Regions from separate parts of the Mus musculus genome. Here all the other regions are linked to region 3. Evidence: chromatin contacts called from public promoter capture Hi-C data. All regions are on one chromosome and are shown on one strand. Each heading gives the region's core, a stretch centred on a gene start, on an enhancer-like site or on the middle of the called end of the contact. The rest is flanking DNA. Distances are from core to core; before and after follow the strand shown. Region 1 holds the start of Acp6 (acid phosphatase 6, lysophosphatidic). Region 2 holds the start of Polr3c (polymerase (RNA) III (DNA directed) polypeptide C). Region 3 holds the start of Mrpl9 (mitochondrial ribosomal protein L9).

Region 1 (3,471 bases), core at 448-2,947, 2.7 Mb before region 3:
TGCTAACTTTGTCTAAAACATAAATATATCTCTCTAACACTCTTTAATAAGAATAGAGAGAGAGGAGGGGTGCAAAGAGGTGGGCATGTGTAGACAAAATGATAAGACAACCTGAGAGATCTAATGTTAAAGGCGTAGAGTGGGTTGCAGTGCCAGACAGAAAGTAGTACAGCCATAGGAACAGGCTAACTGGAGACCTGGTAAACAAACACCTGCTAAAAGATATTTATTTATGTGAGAGCTGCCCTGGTTGCTTGGCTTTTTCATGTGTAACCCTCTTTAAAGACCAGATCTTGGGTTGAAACTATAACTCACAGCCCTTCAGGAAAACAGAAATGACCATTAAGAGTATTTGCAACTGAACAAATACAGACTCCATGGGTAAATTCAACCCGGGGTGTTAGGGACTTCTGGTGCCCTTTTCTTGTATACTGTTAGGGGTTATTTTTTAAACAAAAAGCTAATTATTTGTGCTTTAATCATAATTATCCTGACTTATAGCCACAAAATTAGTTAATTAACTTTCCCTCCTTCTTACCACAAATCCTTTCCAGATTTCTAAACCTGACCTTAAAGAACCCCAAGATACAGTCCTTGTCCGCAATAAGACTTCACAAGATCTCAAATGGTCTCTGGCAAGCCCACAAGAAAAATCTGTATTAAGATCTGGTTCCAAAGGTGCCAGCTTGCTCTGTACTGCGGAAGCACTAAAGGTATCTCCTGGTACAATGATCTCTGTTATTAACAACCAGGCACTTACAAGGTCCTTGAACTCAAGTTCAACCACAGAACTACGAAACGTGACCCAACTCCACATCCGCAGAATCAGAATCTGCATTTAAATAAGAACCCCCGCCTGGGACATTCTTATGCATCTTTGAAAAGTTTCACTACACCAAGCAACTGAAAGTTTGGGGGGCAGGGGCTGCCCTAGCCAGGAAGGCTTACACACCACACCGGTGGTTTGGGATGAGCATGGGATGATGACTCCAGGCCACAGCCTGAGGGCCAGTCTACTGTTGTTTCCCTCTGGTCTGGACCCAGCCCGAGCCCCGACGGGGGACGCTAAAGTGTGTCCCCAAGAACCCCTCTGTGGGCCGCCTCTCACCTGCTCCTCCAGCGGGAGAGGCTTGAGCGGACTCCGTGCCCCGTGTCGAAACACCACCTGCACCATTTTCAGCTCCAGTAGGTTGCGGTCCACCGGACGCTGGCCATTAGGAGCCCGCTGCTCGGCCAGGGCCACCCGCCGCTGGTGGAAGCAGTAAGCCAGCGAGGTCAGGACACCCACGGGGACCCACACGCGCATGATGGAGGCTGTGGAAGCTGAGGGCTCCGCAGGCAACGCGGCTCAGCAGCTACTCAGAAGTTCGCGGGAACTGGAGGGCAAGTGCATCCAAGCTCTCAGAACAAGCGACTCTAGCGGGGCGACCCAGCGACAGTCAGGCCGGAGGTGGAGAGAAAGGGGTGGGAGCAGAAAGATTGTCTAGTAGTTTAAGCCTAGCGTCTGCCGGCCGCCCCTACTGCATGCAGGCTCAGTCAGGGCAGTTACTTGGACCTGAAACTTGCACTTCAAACCGTGTGAAGGGGAGGCCGCAAAAGCAGAAGTTCCTCGGACACCCGGGATTCGGGTCCACATTTTATAACCAAGCTCCCCACGCAATCTCCTGACCTCCCACGGACCTGCTCCAATTAAGTCTGCGCACAGGAGCACGGGAAAGTGAGTCCTGAGACTTCGTCCGATCTGGAAACTCAGACCCGTAAAAACTACAACTTCCACAATGCTATGCGCGGCCGAGGTCCCCAGGGAGGGCAGTTCCGTCGGCCCCCCGCCATGCTTAAGGTCCCGCCCCCCCCCCCCACGCCTCCCACGTTCCACTCCCAGTCCCGCCAGTCTTCAATTTAAGGCTGCCAAGAAGCCCCGGGTAATTAAGGGATTTCGTCTGTTTTTTTTTTTTTTTCCCTTGAGGCTTTGCCTGGGGTGAGTAGGGAGGAAATGAGGGTAAGGGGAGGCAGTGTTAGGATTGGTGGGCAAGGGGAGTAGTTTGAATGTGGAAGAATTCCCTGAAGTCCCCAAAGCAAGATTACTAAAGTCAAGACCTGAAACATCTATCAGCTGAGTGCTTCCTATTTGTGAAATTCCCTTTCCCCATTTTGTTTAAGAAAATTGAGCTAGGGATGTAGTTCAGCGGTAGAGCACTCTCGGGGCATGCGCAAAGCATTAGAGCCAGCGGTTTTTTTGTTTTGTTTTTGTTTTTTGTTTTTTCTCGAGTGATTATTAAGTACTTTTTTTAGAAAATTGTGAGAGAAAAAACAGTATTTCCCTGACCGGGAATCGAACCCGGGCCGCGGCGGTGAGAGCGCCGAATCCTAACCACTAGACCACCAGGGAAGTTAGGAGACAGAGGCTTGAGAGGGAAGATAGTAGACCTGGATTGGAGCCACCAAAGAGTGTCAGGAGAGGCCTGGAGGAATGGCGGTAGTGTTGTCAACATCTGAAGGCATTCTCCTAATCTTTTAACTGCGGAACAGTATCGTGGGCTTCAACTTCGAAATGAATTTCAAAGCAAACCAGTAAAAAATAGACTTGAAGTCTGTTTGGAATGGAAAGAAAAGCAACAGGAAAAAAAAAAAAAAAAGAAAAAAAAAAAAGAACATAACACACCTTACATGGCTATGGGCTTCTCACAGAATAGTCTCAGTTTATTAGAAGCCATTTGTAACCGATTTTAGGCAAAAGAGCTATGACAGAGAGATGCTTAGTGAGAGAACAAGACACCTGTGGATGGGTCTGGGCTTCCCATAAGAGATTCACAGCAAAATGTCTTAGCAGTTACCAGATACATTCTTTTAGTGACTCTCAAGATACATCTTGGCCCTGCGTGGTGGTGCAGGCCTTTAATTTCAGCATTCAGGAAGCAGAGGCAGGCATATCTTTGTGAGTTCAAGGCTAACCTGCTCTACAGTTGAGTTCCAGGATATCCAAGGCTACACAGAGAAGCCATGTCTGGGGAAAAAGAGAGAGAGAGAGAGAGAGAGAGAGAAGCACACCCCACCCCACCTCCTTCACATCTGGAAGGGTTGCTACACTTCACCCTGACCCCTTCTGGTTTCTGGTGCAACTAGAGGACAACTTCAGGGAACCTCATCTAGATTAGAGTCTGCTAAGGTAAAACCAGGAGCCCCTGCGGTTTCTAGTGAGAGTCTCAGATTGTGGATTTACAGCCACAAGGGGAGAATGGCCTTCAGTAAAGGAATCCTTGCTTGATGACTAGTGAGAGTGGGGACCCCCTTGTCTTCTTGTGTCCCAATAGTTTTCCTTGCCCTATCCTAGCTCAGACCCACTCCTTCAACTAGGTCTTACCTCTTTAAGAGCCAGTCAAGGTCGTAGGTGAGAGAGAAACTTTGTGATAGAGTCACTGCCTCCCCACAAGAGACCCACTGTGGACACTGCTGCATTTGAGACTGAACCTT
Region 2 (3,640 bases), core at 438-2,937, 2.3 Mb before region 3:
GCAAATGAAACCAACCCACAGTAGATATAGCTAATTATGACACAGAAACTTAGTCGGCCTTCTCTTAAGAGTGTATTCAAAGCCAGGAATGGCGGTGCACACTTTTAATCCCAACCCTAGGAAGGCAGAAGCAGACAGACCTCTGTGAGCTCTAGGCCAGCCTGATCCGAATAAGCAAGTTCCAGGACAGCCAGGACAACATGGTGAGACTTTGGTGCAAAAAGCAAACAAAAAACAGAAAGACACCATGTATTCAAGATACTGTGATTATAAAATAAATTATGACATAGCCACTCGTTTTAAGAAATGTCGCCACCGAACAAGAAAAAGGCTTATTATAATTGGGGGCGCTGGCACTGGCTAGCATGCTGCAGAAACCTTTTCTTAAAGCATAGCCCTACCTCTCTATTGGCTGACAGCCTGGCAGAGCCAATTTTATATCAGAGAAAGCAGTCCCAACATTCTGTTCTTTTTTTGTTTTCCTGGGCAGAAAAAAAAAAAAAATGGAGGGGGTGGGCTAGGAAAGTGGAGCTAAAGACACTGGCAACGTGATATCCAAAATAAGTTGAGACAGTACGTCCTACCTTCTTCCCAAAGCCATTTCCTTCGATAGCAACAGGGAGCGCAGTCTGCAAGTCATTGGTACACTGCTATTTTCACTTTCACAAGAACCCAAAAACCACTGAAGAACAAAATCTCCCTCTTCCCTGTTACCTTCCAAACCTCCTCTTTCTGTACTTCAACAAAACCTACTAAGAAGTCCTCAGCAATATGCTATTTCGGCTCACTGAGGATGCAGAAGGGGGGAGGATCTGGTTGAGAAGTGGGAAGAAAAATAAAGAGTAGGTGAGCCGCAAAAACGGAAAGAGTACAGGGGATAGGTCATCGCGAAAAGACAAGGAAGGGGACTGAGAGCAAATTGGACGCAGATTTGCCCGAGAATTCACCGAGGAGACAAAAAAAGATGGGGGTGGTATTAAAGAGCGGAAGCGAAATGAGGGGCTGATTGGAGACGCCGCGGAAATGAGGGATAGGCAGGACCCTGGCCCTGATGCCCAGGGTTTGCGACCAGTGCCCGGAGACAGCGGGCAGCAGGTACCGAGAACACCGGTGTCAAGGGAATCACGGGTGTGCGGGCAGCCTAAGACCCGGTTTCCAGCCCTAGGAGCCAAGGACCTACGCGGCGCCGGAGCGCGGGACACACGGGGCTCTTACCGGTAGTTTGGGATTGACCTCGCCCTTACAAAAGTGGCAGAAGAAACGGTGTGCGGCGACAGCGGAGCCCGCGTCCGCCCCCGCCGCCGAGGCCTCCGCCATGTTTCGCCTCCGCCGAGGATGTCCGAAAGGGCGGCCGGCGGTCCCTCCCCAGGCCGCTACCTCCCGTGCTGCGGTCGCCACCGCCGTCGCCGCCTCCTCTGGGCGGCCCGCCGCTCCGAGGCCCGCAAGGGTCACGTGAGTCCGCCCGGCCCCGAGAGGCCCGCCCGCCAGCGGCCACGCGACCCGAGGCCCGCCTCCCGGCACCAAAGGCAGAGGAGAGCCCGCCCGCCGGCACCTCAGACAGCCCCTGGCCGGTCCTCCAGCCTCCCAACGAGAGGAGAGAAAGAGCGTCCCCGGAAACCACCGACACTGTCGGCTAGAGCGGCCCGTGCTCTGACCCTTCCGCGTCCGCCTGGATGGTGCTCTACTTCTAAGAAGGGGCGATGGGAAGCTCATGAGCTGAGGCTGCTGGCCTCGGGAGGACAACATTTGGAGCTTCTAAATTAGCCCCGACCCTGAGGTTAGTGAAAACGCTGCCGGAATGAGGAGGCCCTGACTCAGGGCCAAGAAACAAAGTCCGGAACAGAAACTTGCATGAAGGGAGAGGAGCCAGGAAATGCATTCAAGGATGGCAACTGGTCTAAGGATGTTTCTCCAAAGACGTGTGTGTGGCTAAGTGAAATAGTCTTCTCTGCGACACTGTGGCAAGAGGGACAAAAATTTAGGTTCGAGAGAGTTGGAGCTTGTGATAGGGAGGTAATTTCAAAATCAACTACACCCATTCCTGCTTGTGTCTCATGATGTAAAAATTTAATATGGTTCTCAATGGAACATAACTTCATCTCCTAATTGAAATACCCTAAGAAGCTCTTTTTTTACTTTATCTATCTAAGTCGTGGTTTATGGCTTGGGAATAAGTTGTACCCCACTGGGTCATGAGCCTTAGGTCTTTGTATCTGTGACAGAAAGTTATTCGCACTTTCCCTCCCCCTTTGCTTTTAAAGGTCTCACTCTGGACCAGATTTGCTTGGTATTTATTATGTAGCCCAGGCTGGCCTTCAGTTTATGACAGTCTTCTAGCTTTAGTGCTGGAAATACAGATGTTAGCCACCATACCGAGATGAATCCAGTCTTTAAAGATTATTGGAACCACAAACCACATATATTCCCATTAAAATAAATGGCATATATAGGGGAGGATGGCTTGCCTTTTTTTTTTTTTTTTTTTTAATTTTAATAGGATCTCATGTAGCCAACCTGGTTTTGAACTCAATATGTAACCATGAGCTCCTGACCCTCATACTTCCACCTCCTAAGTGCTGAAATTGTAGGCTTGCACCACCATACCTGGCTTTAGAAAACAAATTTGATGTCTAGTTTTCTAGTTCTTTGTTTTGGTGGGTGGTGGGTGTATTACCCACCAGAGTCTTGCTGTATAACACAGGCTGGCTTTGAACTCACTTTGTGCCCAGGTTGACCTGGAACTATTGATTCTTTGACTTTGGTCTCCTGTGTGCAAGAATTACAGGCAGTGTACACCATCATATCTGACCATTGCAATTACTAAATGACAACACATTAGGAATATTTTATGGTAGTTATATTGTATGAAGTCATTTTAAATGTTGGCATAGTATACTCTCTTAAGGTTATACTATAATTTATTGATAGATGCTAGATTATTTATGTCAATGCCAGTATTGTGAAGAGAACTCATGGCATGGTTTTTACTACATCCTTGGAACAAAGGATCTCAACTTATAAATATTAAGGCAAATATATGCCTTAATATATAGAGGGTTTGATTTATATTGTCAAGTTGCCCTCTAGAAAAAAAATATGTGAATTTATATTGTTGTTCTTTCCTAGTTCTGAGGCTCTAAGAACGATGACTCAAGCAGAGATTAAACTGTGTTCTTTGTTGCTGCAAGAGCATTTTGGTGAGATTGTAGAAAAAATTGGAGTCCACCTAGTCAGAACTGGAAGCCAGCCACTTAGAGTAATTGCCCACGACACAAAAGCATCCCTGGACCAGGTATGTTTAGATAAGAGAGTCTGTTCCTCTTCAACTTCTTCAATCATTTCCTTCAAGTACCTTTGGACAGGAGAACTCCTTCCCCTAGAAAGTATGAACAGAGACCGTCTGCCCTGTGGTCAGTACCACAGTGGGTGGGGTGGGGTGTGGTATTGTACTTAGGCCCCGTGTACTGCCGCTTGTGGTGTTCCTAGCTCATCTTGGCTGTTCCCATGCCACACTCATTTATTCACAGTAAGTCTACTGGTGGGGTATGGCCTTTAAGGAATACAGTGATAGAACAAAGTAAGCTGGGCTGCCCATCCTGGCCCAGAATGTAGCTCAGTTGGTAGAGTGACTACATTGTAG
Region 3 (3,342 bases), core at 303-2,802:
AACTGAGTAGAAGCAATGCGCCACACTGAGTAATTACAGCCCAGCTGTGCTGGGAACTGGTGGGCTTCTGGGTTCTAGCTGTTACTTCATCTTTGAATTAAACAACAAAAGGAAGGACTTCCTAGCAGGTACCTTAAAGTTTTATTTTTCCAAACCCCTTGGTCCTTTGAGCTCACCGATTTCTCCTCTTCAAACAGCTTCCTATTTTCAGGAGAAGCATACACTGCCAGTCCCTGAGAAAGGAGCTTGTTACGACCCACAGATTTCTTCACTGAGACCAGATCACCCCGGACTCCAATTTCTGTCAATGAGAACGGGAATGGCAGATGAAATCTCTGCAGGCTATGGAAAAGATGATCATGGGATCAGCCACAGGTAAAGGCTGTGCCTTAGTGTACTCAGGCCTTGGGGTACATCTCCAGCATCACCAAAAGGGAGGGGCATAGAAAAGAGACAGCCCTTACTTTCTCACAGTTTTTATTCTTCCTTACAAACACCACCACCACCACCACCGTCAATTTACTAGGGCAGGTTATAAGGTCCAGTCGTTAAAGTGCCAGCTGCATAGAGGATCTGAGTTTGGATATTGTCCATAACCTTAGCACTGAGGGGAGGTAATACCTACATCCCTGGGGGCTCAACTCATGCCCTGTATCAAATAAGGTGGACCTTTGGCGCCCCCCTTCTTTCTCTTTCTCTCTCTCTCTCTCTCTCTCTCTCTCTCTCTCTCTCTCACACACACACACACACACACACACACACACACACACACACACCATGCATTTATTAGGAACTACACTTGTCACACGTCTAGCTTAAAAACTGGTGCAGACTGAGCTGTTCAATCAAAGAATGTCACTGTTTGTGCTGCGAACTGTTAGGCTTCTCTTTACACAGTTAACAATATTGCACACACGTTTTAATTTTCCGTGACTTTTTTTTTCTCACCAGAACCACAAAGTAGTAAAAACAAAGCAACAAAAGAGAGGCAGGAAGCGGTTAACGTCAAACAAGAGCAGGGGACAGAGGACAGGGACAGGGGAAGGGGTCAGTACCTGGGCCCAAGCCTTACCGTCCACAGACTGCGTGAGGATGAGCTCCAAGTTGTCTTTGGGCCGGTGTTTCGTGTCCTCCACCAACTTATACACGCGGTGACGCCGGTGCAGGTGCGGCTTTCGGCCCTCCCCGGCGAGCGGCACCTTCCACCAGCGCTCCACGATGACCGTGCTCTGGTGGTCAGGGAGGCTGGGGTGAGCGAGTGTCCGCAGAGAACAACCCGCCACCCCGCCGGCGTCCCCAGGAAAGTCTGCCCCCCAGCCCCGCAGTCTGAGTCTGGCACGAACGACACTCCTGTCCCCCACCGTGTAGGACCCAAGCCCCAGCCGGCCCTCACCTGATAATGAGAGAGACTGAAGTCACGCCCCGGGGTACTCCCTTCAATTCGCGGCCGGAATAGCTCCCGGATGCCTCCTTGACGCAGCCAAGCAGCACCTGCCCACCACAGAGTCCTAACCCCGGGAGCCACAGAGGCCGCCATGACAGCGGAGCGGACAGGCGGAAGAAGGACCCCGCGCATGCGCAGCTGCGCCTCTGGGCTGCCCGCGGCGCGCCTGAGTGGTATAGATATAGGCTGCGCTGAGACCTGGGCATGGGGAGTGGGAGAGTTGCCGCAACCCCGCCTTGCACGCCGACGATAGGACAGCGGAGAGAACTGCTTTTTTTTTTTTTTGTCACCACTTTCCACAGAGCTTTGCGTGGACCGACAGTGGAAAACGTACTTTTTTTTTTTTTTTTTTTTTTTTTTGGCTTCACTTTTAAAAAAAGAGGCGGAGGGGGCTTGGCGCACCCTGTAATCTTCCTGCAGGACAAGTTCAAGCTAATCTGGTTTACATCTCAAGCTCTAGGCCAGCCAGGGCTACATAGCGAGACCAATAATAATAATTAACTGGTGAGGAGGAGGATTTTTATCCATAAAAACCAATGATAACAATATAAGTGGTTTGGTTTAGTTCTAGGTACTGGGATCACTTCTAATTTTGACATGCTATAATTTCTGAACACTAAAATATGGATGTCACTCTCAATTTTCCCTTGAATCTTTCTAAAAGTAGTCGAAGGATGGGATCCTCTAAAAACTCTGCAACTTTCCATGATATTGTTACTATTGTATTTAAGCTAATATTTAAAGAGTTGCAGGAGACAAACTGTAGAGAAAAAGAAACTACTGTTAGGCACAAGCAGGTCCTTCTGTGGAGTCTTTGTGCTTAATAGATGGTTATAAAATGAGGGTCTATAAAGGAGTGTGGAAAGATGTGCTACACTCCATTTTATGTGCACTTACATAGACTGACCTACACGCATTTCCTTGGTATTCAGGACAAGTCTTCAACAGTCTTTTAATTGTTTGCACCCAGCACTCAGTATGTGGAATTTCATTCTTTTTAGTATCCAGTGTCTTGATGCTCTCAGTTCACCTTATGGCTAACCGCTATTTATATGCCAGTGATGTCCAAATTCTTATCCTAGGCTCCCACAAACTTCACATTGGAATACCCAACTTCTTATTCATCATCATCTTATATGTCTAACAGACATTTAAAACGTAATGTATGCCCCATTCTTTATAAACTGCCCTACCTGCAGGTGTTCCTGTTACAGCTGATGAGAATTCCATTTTGTTGTTTTGTTTTCCTCCATTCTTTGAAACATCTTATTATTTTAAAATTTTTACACGTTTGTATATTTGAGATTATATAATTTTACCCTTTTTCTCCTTCTAACCCCTCTCCTCCTCTCTCAGATTCATGGACTCTTTCCCCTTGTTATTTATATTTGTGTTTATACATTCTTAAATATATAAATATAATCTGCTCAGTCTGTACATTCTTACTTGTACGTATGTATGTTTTCAGGGCTGATCATTTCGTATTGGGTAACCAACTGGTGTGCTCTTCCCTGGGGAAGATTATTTCTCCTGTTCTCAGCATTCTTTTCTTGCCTGTAGCTCTTTGTCTAGGGTTGAGGCCTTGTGAGCTTTTTCCTTTCTCATTAGTATATTAGTATATTAGTGTCCTCCTTGTTCAGGTCTTGTTTAGGTAGCAATGTTGGTAAGAATTCACAGATGTAGCGCCCCTGACATTTTTAGGAGACACAATCTCATAGCAAACTTCCTGTTCCTCTACTTCATAGAATTGTTCTGCCTCCTCTTCTACAACAATCCCTAAACTTGAGATGCAGGTATATTATAGATGTATCAGTTGGGAGTGCGTTTCACAACTCTCCGTTTTGATGGTTGTAGTTTCTGTAACGATGTCCACTTGTTACAAAGATGTTTCCTTGATG

The links. Promoter capture Hi-C pulls out the DNA fragments that hold promoters and counts their contacts. Capture Hi-C pulls out chosen DNA fragments and counts their contacts.
Region 1: a contact with region 3 is called in a promoter capture Hi-C map of adipose tissue, with 5 times the contacts expected there. The contact joins the promoter of Acp6 here to the promoter of Mrpl9 in region 3. A contact is called at or near these places in 1 of 484 Hi-C or Micro-C datasets (B cells) and 2 of 9 other capture datasets (adipose tissue and pancreatic islet).
Region 2: a promoter capture Hi-C map of hippocampal neurons shows a contact between it and region 3, with 2.8 times the contacts expected there. The contact joins the promoter of Polr3c here to the promoter of Mrpl9 in region 3. A contact is called at or near these places in 2 of 39 promoter capture datasets (erythroid cells and hippocampal neurons) and 1 of 9 other capture datasets (liver).

What each region holds. Positions count from the first base shown.
Region 1 is chr3:97,157,003-97,160,473 of GRCm38.p6, reverse strand. Acp6 (acid phosphatase 6, lysophosphatidic) reads right to left here and starts at 1,697. Exons shown (of 10, transcript NM_019800.4): 1 at 1,109-1,697. The coding sequence starts at 1,306. n-TEctc12 (a tRNA gene) reads right to left here and starts at 2,389; the gene lies at 2,318-2,389.
Region 2 is chr3:96,725,486-96,729,125 of GRCm38.p6, reverse strand. It overlaps Polr3c (polymerase (RNA) III (DNA directed) polypeptide C), which reads left to right and starts at 1,687. Exons shown (of 15, transcript NM_028925.1): 1 at 1,687-1,777; 2 at 3,127-3,292. The coding sequence starts at 3,146. It overlaps Rnf115 (ring finger protein 115), which reads right to left and starts at 1,515. Exons shown (of 9, transcript NM_026406.3): 1 at 1,216-1,515. The coding sequence starts at 1,317.
Region 3 is chr3:94,441,546-94,444,887 of GRCm38.p6, reverse strand. Mrpl9 (mitochondrial ribosomal protein L9) reads right to left here and starts at 1,552. Exons shown (of 7, transcript NM_030116.2): 1 at 1,394-1,552; 2 at 1,073-1,229; 3 at 177-301. The coding sequence starts at 1,537.